Linked DNA regions of Bombyx mori: region 1 is linked to region 2. A link is a contact called in public Hi-C data. All regions are on one chromosome and are shown on one strand. Each heading gives the region's core, a stretch centred on a gene start, on an enhancer-like site or on the middle of the called end of the contact. The rest is flanking DNA. Distances are from core to core; before and after follow the strand shown.

Evidence for each region. Hi-C and Micro-C count contacts between places; a contact is called where the count stands out from the background.
Region 1: a Hi-C map of midgut shows a contact between it and region 2, with 1.5 times the contacts expected there. The contact joins the promoter of myc here to the enhancer-like site in region 2. A contact is called at or near these places in 2 of 7 Hi-C or Micro-C datasets (midgut and whole pupa).

Annotation. Positions count from the first base shown.
Region 1 is chr11:18,939,489-18,945,276 of ASM3026992v2, reverse strand. It overlaps myc (c-myc), which reads right to left and starts at 2,381. Exons shown (of 3, transcript NM_001257008.1): 1 at 2,135-2,381.
Region 2 is chr11:18,875,193-18,880,525 of ASM3026992v2, reverse strand. No RefSeq gene overlaps it. Among protein-coding and RNA genes, the nearest start is that of LOC134199757, 65 kb to the right of the region's middle. Within about 2 kb of position 3,790, at least 3 of the 8 cell types and tissues checked have open chromatin away from gene starts, as enhancers often do.

The sequences.
Region 1 (5,788 bases), core at 1,132-3,631, 66 kb before region 2:
ATTAAATTTTAATTAATACCTGATGAGTGTATGCCCGAAGAACTAAAAAAATCAAAAGCAAAGAGTATCTAATGTCGAAATAATTATAAAAAGTTTTTAAAATATTTAAAACTGCATTGAAAAAGTTTGCACGCAAGGGGGGTGTTGACCCCTTTTTATTTACAAACACGACGATGGTACAACTGTATCTCTGAAGTGTCCACCACGGAGCTCGGAACTAGACTGAAGTCTGGATGCGAAACCAAACTATTTAAAAGAGTGTATTAACCTTGGGCATTATCCCATTTTTACTTTAATAATTAGTCGCCCGGAGCGTCCGGGTGCTTTTCCGGAATTCAATACCTGGGGTGGGACAATACTGCTCCCGCCATTTTTTTGTAGACTCCGTCAGGTAAAGATTTTTTTCTTTTTCTTTAGAAATGTTTTTGTTTACCAGCTCAAGTTGGCGCGAAATGAATGTTTACTAATAAAACAATTGCCAGTGTTATTTTCCTGTTATCGCGTTAGCAATATGTTTGAAATTACGAGGATACGTACATGCATAATTAATTATAATTTGAGAATTATCATTAAGTGTATTTTAATCTATGGGATATAAAGTTACGTTGTCTTGTTAAAACTTGAGAAATATTTAATTTCATAATTTTTGGAAATACAGTCAAAACCGTTTACTGCGACATCGTTTAATACAACATACCGGTTATAATAACCAAGAACAAAGGTCCCGGCTGAATGCCATATGACCGCCTTATTAAAAATATTGCTTTCTACGACATTGGTAATAACGACATACCTCATAAAACGACCACATTTAACTAATATTTCGGAGAATTAGATCTGTTAGAACGACCGGCTAAGCTGTATTGTAAACAATTTGAATAGGTATCCACATTTGTCTTCAATGGCTTTTAAAATCAGGAAAGAAAACAATAGGATTTAGTTAAGTGTAGGGTCTTTTCTAATTCTTAGAAACAAAACACGTGCATGCGGTAGTCAAAGCCCACTTCTTCATATCTCTTCAGTTAGTTTGTTACTTATCTATACACAAGACGCACCAAAACTTTGTGGAGTTATTCGTGAAACTTTCAAAATCTCGCAAAGAAAAAGAAAACAAGTTAATATTGAAGAAAAATCGCGTATTATGTAAATATATTTTTCCAATAATTCCCTATCGATTTGTTTGTACTTGCACGATACACATTAAACTTCACCGGTTGTTACGACTATCGGTTTTTACGACTGAATATGAGCAGTCCCTTCGATGTCGTTATAACAGATTTTGACTGTATGTGTTTTCATAAAGTTATGCAATTTTCATACTTAATCGTAAGTTATGCAATTTTCATAATTAATCGTCGTGTCCGAGGATATTGACTTGTGTTACATTACATTTTAGTTTTTTTTTTTATAATTCTTGTTTGGTTGTTTAAATAAAATATTAAGAATATTTCAGTAACCGGACATACATAGCTACCAGGTTTTCAAATTACCTTATATTAACACAACTACACGATTTAGTTATTTTTTGCCTTTACACCATATAATATTTTCTATGTGAAACTTCAATAAGATTACTTACATTTATTATTTTGAAGTTGGTACATTTTTATTTAATATATATTTATATGTATGTTAGGTATATATTAGTAATTTTTCATTAATATCCGTTATACTTAGACAATTATTGTAAATAAATAATGCAGTCATTTATTATTTAAATTTTTAAATGAACCGAACTGATGAGAAGCGTTACACTTAAAGATATTTCTTGATAATTTATCATCGAACAATCATAAAAATGGAATGAGTGACAAGCATCTTCATAAGTAAAAAAAGATGGCATCTTTTAAAAATACCCGCCAAAGTGCAAAATTCCTAAGTTCCTATGTAATCTATGGGTTATGTAAAAAAAACTTACTAAATAAGAGAATATAATAAAACGAATCGAATAAAACGAATTTTGGCGCTGGCATTTCGCAGAAAAACCCATTATACCCATGACTCTAACTTGCCGGCAACGCCCCGCCTTGCCGTGAAATAAATATTAATTACCCACTTTTTCACTTCTACTTATTTATTAGAAATCACTGTGTAAATCATAAAGACTGAATGAATTGATTGTTAGAACACTCACCAAAAAGTTTGTGCAAAATGCGATCCGACCGCGGCCGGTGAATTACACAATTTTACACAAGATAATTCAAAATCTTCGACAAAGTTTTTTCCGTACACACTGCGTAACACTCACTGAGAATATGCGGTCGGTTATACAGCGTAAATTATTAAAAACGATACTTCTTCCGAGACCTCCGATTGAGTTTGTCAAACACTGAAACATTATTCGGGAGCCGGCCGGTTCGAACGAAAGCCGCGCGTGCAATTCGGTTGATGCCGTGGACACGACTATTCTAGCGGGCCCCGTAGCGAGCGGTGGTCTGCGACTCGTGCCTCCGCGACCCGCGCCCGCTGACACGGCGTCAGTCCCCCCACTCCGCGTTCCGGCTAATTCTATGTCATTCACGAAATACACTGAAAATACGTTCTCTGTCCACACGTTTATTTAAGAATTACACTCGTATGTCCATTTACATCTTATCTCCAAAAAACTACACTGTAATAGCTTTAATTTACAGTAAAATTGCGATATGTTGATCGGCGTCTCAGGGGGAGGAGGGGTAGTTCAAAGAAGGAAATCAGCGTAGCAGCCTTTAAAGATGTGTTGGTGTATTGTCGATGTGTGCGTATTGCGAGTAGCTCGAGAAGTCGACGAAGCACCTCTAGGCAAGCGACCGAGTCGTTTGGAACGACTGAGACTCAAGCGGCTATAGTCGCACGTCGGTCGGAGTCACTTCACTTGGCCGGCGGCCTCGTTCACGGTAGATTGTGCGTGCCTATGGTTTTAGCACTGCATATATCGAAGCCAGTCGATCGACATTCCTAAAGTTAAGCTTATGGCGCGAACCAGAAATTCCTGAGCGATTTTGATGAATTGATGTACATTTTGTAGATAGCCCACACGATTGCATATATTCATTAGCTCTGAAACACTGAATGTATTTATTACAATATAAATTTGATACAAATGTTTGAAATATTTTTCTTACAAAGTTATATAGCTTTTTCGAGATTAAAACTCCGAGTCCGTGAAAACTAAAATTCAATATAATGTGACTGTAAGCTTTTGAATTTTAAAACGAGTTTAAATCCTAATGAAAACTTGGCACTTTACATATTCTTTTGATAGTACAATATCCATACCTAAGTCATACCCATTCTTACAATACCTCATTTAATGACAACTTAATTGTTGTAATATTATTTATCGGATTTAAATTTTTTATAAACAACTAGAACGGAATGTTCAAAAGTACATTCGTAATTTTTAATAAAACAAACATTTTAGCAACTACTACCCTGTACTACGCACACGTACCAAACCGGGAACAGAATAGGTACAGTAATCCTGTTTTTAACCAACCCTATATACCCGCCGCAGAGTTCAACGACCCCGCATTCCACGCATTGCATTCCCTCCAATAAAAATTTTGCGACTCTGAACTTAACGGCTTGTATAAGTATCTCGTAATTTTTAGGTACAACGCCATAAAATAAAGGAACAAATTAGTAATGTTTCTAAAAATAAATATTTTTGGTCCCTAATGGTAATGCGAAAAATTAAAATCCGTTCAATATAACCGAATATGAACAGTATCTACGTAGTCGTTTGCTTATTTTTATCTACTTAAGGTTTTATTTACTTTGATCTTCAGATAGCACTGTTTAGATTTACTAGAATGCAGATTGTTGTTTTCTAAGTATCCTCATAGATGGCGTTGACCGGCCAATGCCTGTTGTAAGTCGATATGTTTGGTTAAAAATTCACTATTATTTTTAACCAAGCTATAAATACGAGAATATGCATTTAGTATATTCACATTTGTATCGTTTATTGAAATGTATTTTGTATCTAAAAGCTACTTAAAGTCGAAATGTTAAATTCATGTCAAATCATTACAATTGTAGAAATAATTACTTCCTACTTCTATTTCAAAAAGGCCTACCCCTAAATCATCTTTGGAAACCTAATTTGAAAAAAGCATTAAGACTTATTTTTTTTATCGCGAAAGCTACATTTGAATCGGATCAATCTCTCAATACGCGTAACCCTTCAACCCTTTATTAATTTCACATTAAAATTTGTGCATCCCTTTTATTATGAAATAAATAGATACACAGGAAACTCAGAATACGTGCTTCCGAAAAAAAGGGTTGACCGAAAAAGATCGCTTTACATGTATAAAAAAAGCGTCCTATTTAATGAGCAAGCATACTACGATTTTGATCTTCATTCCTTCAACAATAAGTGTTATATTTAAGAAAAACATTATCTGACTTCATTATTTGAATTTTTTCCGTTACAAATGTCTAGGGCTGTTACGTCAATTTTCATTATGTGTCTCTTCATTATTTTGACAAGTTAACGGTTTTGACAGTCAGTGCGAGTATTAAAATGGAAGCTTGTAATCTACCGCAAACCGTGACATTGTCGATATTTTAATTACACATGAATAATATAATTATGTCATCGAATTTCGATCTGCTTACATAACAAATACTGAATAAATAACTTTGATATCTTTACGATAATGTTTTAGCTTTAAACATGTTTATCATTTGGCTCAATAATTACGTATATTTCATAATTAGAATATGACTTTTAATTTAAATCAATCATAATTATTTTGTCTATGAAACTGGAGATTGAGTTCTGAATAGTGAAGGGAGCGAAGAACTATGCATGTGTTGTACTGAAGCCACTTTATGGCTAAAATCTCAAAACATTTACGGGTCAAATCATTAATATCACACGGCAATTACTGTAGTGTGGTACAAACGTTAATGATTAGCGTTATCAGTATTAATTATGTAATTGAAAATGAATTGAAGCACAATTATGTTATTAAACATTATGATTCGGTTGTGAAGTACCTATGGCGTCATCGAACTTTCAATGAATAGACAGACACTAAAATATCATTATATGTATATACTTTTCGCATTGAATCTAGAAAATTTGAACGATATCTATATATTAATACGTGAAGCAAAAACTTTGTATCCCTTTTTACGAAAATTGCGCGGACGGAGAAGTATGAAATTTTACACACTTATAGAGAATATAGAGAAGAAGTGCACAATGCTAATATTGTTTTTAAATAATGCAAATAAGATATATTAAATCAATAAAGAAAACATTACACACACTACATACCATGTATTTGACGCACACACGCATGCATACTATTAATTGTCAAACTTTTGTTCTTGACGTCTGTGGTCAAATTGAGAATAGATTAAATATTGTTTGTCTTTGTTACTATTTTTTATAGTGTAGTCTTGGCGAAATTTGTGATTATAGAAGTATAAAATACAATCATAATAGTGTACAAACTTACAATTCCAAATAATTATAGTCGAATTTCGACTACTGCGGAACCTCTAGTAATTTTAAATTCGCCCGTCACTTAAATTGTAATAAGTTTTTAATTATCAACAGTATGTAAACGTGGAGTGTTCAAAGTGGCCAGCTTATAACAGAGTAAGCCATATGTTTTAGTGTCTACTAAAGCAAATAACTTACTTATAATCCATTCCATTTCACTAGCAGTAATTTTGACTTCATCAGACCTCGGTTCGCGGCTAGATGTAACCTAGTAGAACAGTACGTATCCAGATATCGTTCTTCCCACGCACGTGCAATGGAACGAGATCTCGTCTGCAATATTTC
Region 2 (5,333 bases), core at 2,541-5,040:
GTTTCAAGTCAGTGCGGGCCGCGTGAGCGAACACTACACTTGCAAAGGTCATGACGGGGCGTATGCAAGCTCTGTAGTGTCACCTTATTTCTATGGGTCAATTAACTTCACTTCCAAATCATCGGATAGACCACCAGCCTCATGAACAGCACCAAATAGAGCTTTTAGCTCCAAGTTACGTCACAGCGGTAGACTCCAAAATTTAATATTCATCGGTACAAGGGAAGAAAAAGATCGTGGAGGTTTTGGAATAGTAAAGATAAAGTAGCATAAATAATATTACTAGTAAACAGTAATAATAATTAATAAAGAGCGATGATGACGGTCAATAGAGGTTTTTATATTACCATCGAAAGTAGACGAAGTTACAGCCCAGTAGACAAGTTAATCTGCTGTGGAAAGAGAGATAGAACAGTTCACAAAATCACTGGCTCGCTTGCTGAAGACAGGAAGGCTCCAATTCATCCGATTCCGAACGACATTGGCATTAAGACCAATGTAATTAGAGGCTGCATAATACGTCTATTACCACTCGGTCTGATGCAGAGGTAGCTAAAAGTATATATAATTTTAAGTGCAAAATTTAGTACTTCCAAGAATTCATAGAAAACATCTATATTATTAATACGTGTAGCAAAAACTTTGTACCCCTTTTTACAAAAATTGCGCGGACGGAGGAGTATGAAATTTTCCACACTTATAGAGAATATAGAGAAGAAGTGCACAATGTTAATATTTGAAGTGAAACTTCCTTATCGGCGTTGGAAAAAAATTTACCGTCACATTTTTCGGTTACGCGTCACATTTTTCCGTTACGCGCCATCTTTTTTGTATTCATGTCTATGATAATAAAATCCTTTTGTTTAAACTTTATCTAATTTAACTTTTTTGTATTCATGTCTATGATAATAAAATCCTTTTGTTTAAACTTTATCTAATTTAACTTTATTTAACCAATTTCTAGAAAGTTGCATGTAGATCATTTTTCGAAAAATAAGGCCATAAAGAAGTTTCACTTCTTACGTGTGTACACTAGTACACGCACACATTTTTTTTTTAAATAATGCGTATAAGATACATTAAATCAATAAAGAAAACATTACACACACTACATACCATGTATTTGACGCACACACGCATGCATACTATTTATTGTCAAACTTTTGTTCCTGACGTCTGTTGTCAAATTGAGTATAGATTAAATATTGTTTGCCTTTGTTAATATTTTTTGTAGGCTTGGCGACATTTGTGATTATCTATATATATAAAAGAAAGTCGTGTTAGTTACACTATTTATAACTCAAGAACGGCTGAACCGATTTGGCTGAAAATTTGTGGGGAGGTAGCTTAGAACCAGGAGAAGGACATTGAATACTTTTTATCACGTTCCCGTGGGACGTGACATAAAACGTGGTGTAACAATACGCAACTGATATGGAATAACAAAACGCAACTGACAGCTAAGCATAATGTAGTCTATGGTGAATTATTGTACAATTTTGAAGTTGACCGGTTGATGTGTTTGTTTCGAGTTTCTATTATAATATTGTGCCGAGATAGGTAATCATTAAAAAAGCCATGTCGCGACTAACACGAACAAATCCTTCCCGACGAAGCCGCAATGCAACTAGGATTCGAAACGTTGCGGCTGAAAGGACTGAAGAAGAACAAAAAAATGTAATAATAATAATAACAACTAAAATACATGGCCAATAAAGTATCATTAAAATACTTGCGGTTTTAATTTACATTAAAATTTATCTTGATAAACTCAAAAGTCTGCCCATTTATTGCCTCTAAGGCGGAACAAAGTTCGCCGGGTCACCTAGTAGAAGTATAAAATACAATCATAATAGTGTACAAACTTACAATGCCAATTAATTTTTATAAAACCGCCAATTACTCATATATTTAATTTACAATTTGGTCACAAAGATAGGGAGCTCTTTAGTTTATCGTGTTTCGCCGAAAATGGATAGCGTTACATCATACAACTGCAAAACATCGATTCATGATTCTATGAATACTTTGCAGGAAAACATGTTTTTAGTTAAACTTATTCGTACGAGTACCCGTCGAAATCCATACACATTTTATATTCAAAACTGTTATTCTATTAAACTTAAACTATAATTCTTTACTGGTGGTAAGACCTTTTATGAGTCCGCACGGGTAGGTACCACCACCCCGCCTATTTCTGCCGTGAAGCAGTAATGCGTTTCGGTTCGAAGGGTGGGGCAGCCGTTGTAACTATACTTGAGACCTTAGAACTTATATCTCAAGGTGGGTGGCGCATTTACGTTCTAGATGTCTATGGGCTCCAGTAACCACTTAACAACAGGTGGGCTGTGAGCTCGTCCACCCATCTAAGCCAATAAAAAAAAAAAAAAAACTGTTACTAGTCACAAACTAATTGACCTAATTTACTAATTGCGACATTTAAAGAAATCGGTACCGCATTATCGAACTATGATTGTTAACAAAGGTATTTACTAGTGCTAAGGTAGTAATGGTGGACGTCTTTTGTGCCGGCACGGGTAGGTACCACCACCCTGCCTATTTCTGCCGTGAAGCACTAACGCGTTTCGGTTTGAAGGGTGGGGCAGCCGTTTTACTGTAAAAACTGAGACCTAAGAACTCATATCTCAAGGTAGATGGCGGCACATCAATTGTAGACGCCTATGGGCTCCGGTAACCACTTAACACCAGGTGGATCGTGAGCTCGTCCACCGACCTGAGCAATATATATATTCGTTATATGCCTGTAAGTTCTCTCAGTTACGGAATAAATTTAAAATTTTTTCATTGCCATTAAAATAGCCAAGTAACCAAGACCACTGGTGATCGGGCGTAGATTCTACCACGCTTCCTATTACGAAGAAGTTGTAAGAGGGATAGCCAGCGAGGAGGAAGAGGGATGCAATTCATTCGACTCGATCAACCGGTTGGTTGGCACTCTATTTACGTTGTGAAAACGTAAATAGCACTCTAAATGGCACCCTATTTACGTTGTGAAAACGTAAATAGAGTGCACAATTCTGTAAACATTCAACACAGAGCGACAAAGAGATCGTCCATTGAAGAAAAAAAAATTTTTTTTTTATTGCTTAGACGCGTGAACTAGCTCACAGCCCACCTGGTGTTAAGTGGTTACTGAAGCCCATAGACATCTACAACGTAAATGCGCCACACACCTTGAGATATAAGTTTTAAGGTATCAGTATAGTCACAACGGCGGCCCCACCCTTCAAACCGAAACGCATTACTGCTTCACGGCAGAAATAAGCGGGGTGGTACACGTGCGGACTCACAAGAGGTCCTACCACCAGTAAAGTAAGTAAAGCATTATAAGCGCGCCACGTATATTATCGCCAAATATAACAATTAGGTACAGCATAATAATAGCACAGTGTATTTACAGAGATCTTTTTTTTCCACGTATCAACCGGCTTTGGAATGAGCTCCCCTCCACGGTGTTTCCGTCCTTCTTCAAACGAGGCTTCTGGAGAGAACTTTACGGTAGGCAGCAAGTTGGCACTGCCCCTGGAATTGCGTCTGCCGTCTACGGCGACGGTATGCCCTCATCATTAGGTAGGCTGTATGCCCGTCTGCCCGTCTGCCTACAAGGGCAATAAAAAAATAATAAAAAAGATTTCGAAAATAATAAAGAAGATTAAAATTCAAGCGGATAATCAGCGCGACCGCGTTGCAAACAAACGTAGCTGCATACATTCGGTTTGTATATTAGAGGATAGTGATGCGTAACGATGATGACATGTGCATTGCATGTGTGCCAGTCGAAACGCTGCCTTCCTGATGTTGCGTTATAGCGTTATCAACTCGCTGATAACGATTCATTTTAATTCCAGTCTATATTAAATCAGTAGGTCAAATTGCTAAAATTTTGCAGATTTATTTTTATGTAACCGCTGATCGCTTCGAGGGCCCCTTCTAGTTTCGTCTTTAGTTTTGACTTATTCTGTAATGAACATAAGGTTTTTATAATAGGCACGTGAAGATGCTAGAAGCATACTAACAGTTTCAATTTCAAACCAAATAGAAAATTCGGAGATGATCTTTCCTCTTCTTCTCGACCCTCAGACGGGCATAAACCTCCCCCAAGCCTCGCTAAAACGGCTGGTCCCGCTCTGCTTGTATCTAGCGGATTCCCGCGACCTTCAACAGTGATTATCGAAGTAAATTTAACACAGCGAATTTTTCTATTTCATTCTTTCATCAGCCGTCATCTCAACACCCACTCCTCTGTCTCTCATATCGTCATTCACACACTCCATCCATGTCTTCTTCGGTCAATCTCTTCCCCCTTTACCTTGCACTACCATTTTCATACATCTCCTAGTCACATGCATCTCCTCTCTACGCATCACATGTCCATACCACGCTAACCGTTCGAATTATCTTTTGTAAACACGAAAAACAAATGCTTAGTAACTTTATGAAGGGATCACGATTTATTTACTGATATAGAACTTTACTGTGTACAGTACGTTTTACTATTACAAGGAATCTCGATAAGGCTCGCGGCGCCGTGGTTGGCGCCATCGCACTCCTGATAACATTCCTGTCCGCTAATCCTTCACTAATTCGACACATGAGCGAAGGGCCATCACTTTATTATTAGGATGAATAGTTCCGAGGACATTTCAAACTACCCAAAAGCGTCAATGTTGTTCAAGTCACTAAACTTTTAATATCCGTCCATGTTAGGATCGCAGTGAAGATAGTCTATCCAGCTTTGAAACGATTTGAAGGGTGAAACATGCCCAGGTCGGTGGTAATGATCACGCTGTGTTTCTATGGCCAATCACTTAACACCAAATGGACCGTGAGCTCAATCACCCGTATAACCTGCAAATAAAGGCTGGCAACATAAAAATAATTATTACAAAATCTTTGAAAAGACGACCACTTTTTTGCAGCATCCGATTTAAATGAAACCAATATTATACCTATATACTGCTCCAAAATAATCTTATATTAATAAGAATAATATAATAAAATATCGTAAATACGAAAATAACTTTGTATAAACGGATCCTCAGGGTGGCGGCGACAATTGAGACAATTTACATCCACACGAAATAATATATTCTCTTTAGTACACGTTATGGTGGGTAGAATACGAATGCCCCAGAGATATGCTAAACGCCGGTATTTATACAATCGTCTTGACCTATTTTAATACAAACTGAGTAGGTAATATTAAACATTGTTCATCTTAATTATTCTGCTGATTATTTACGTACAATTACTATTTAATAATATCGAATTATGTAACATAAATAACATTAAGGCTTATTGCGCCGGAAGCT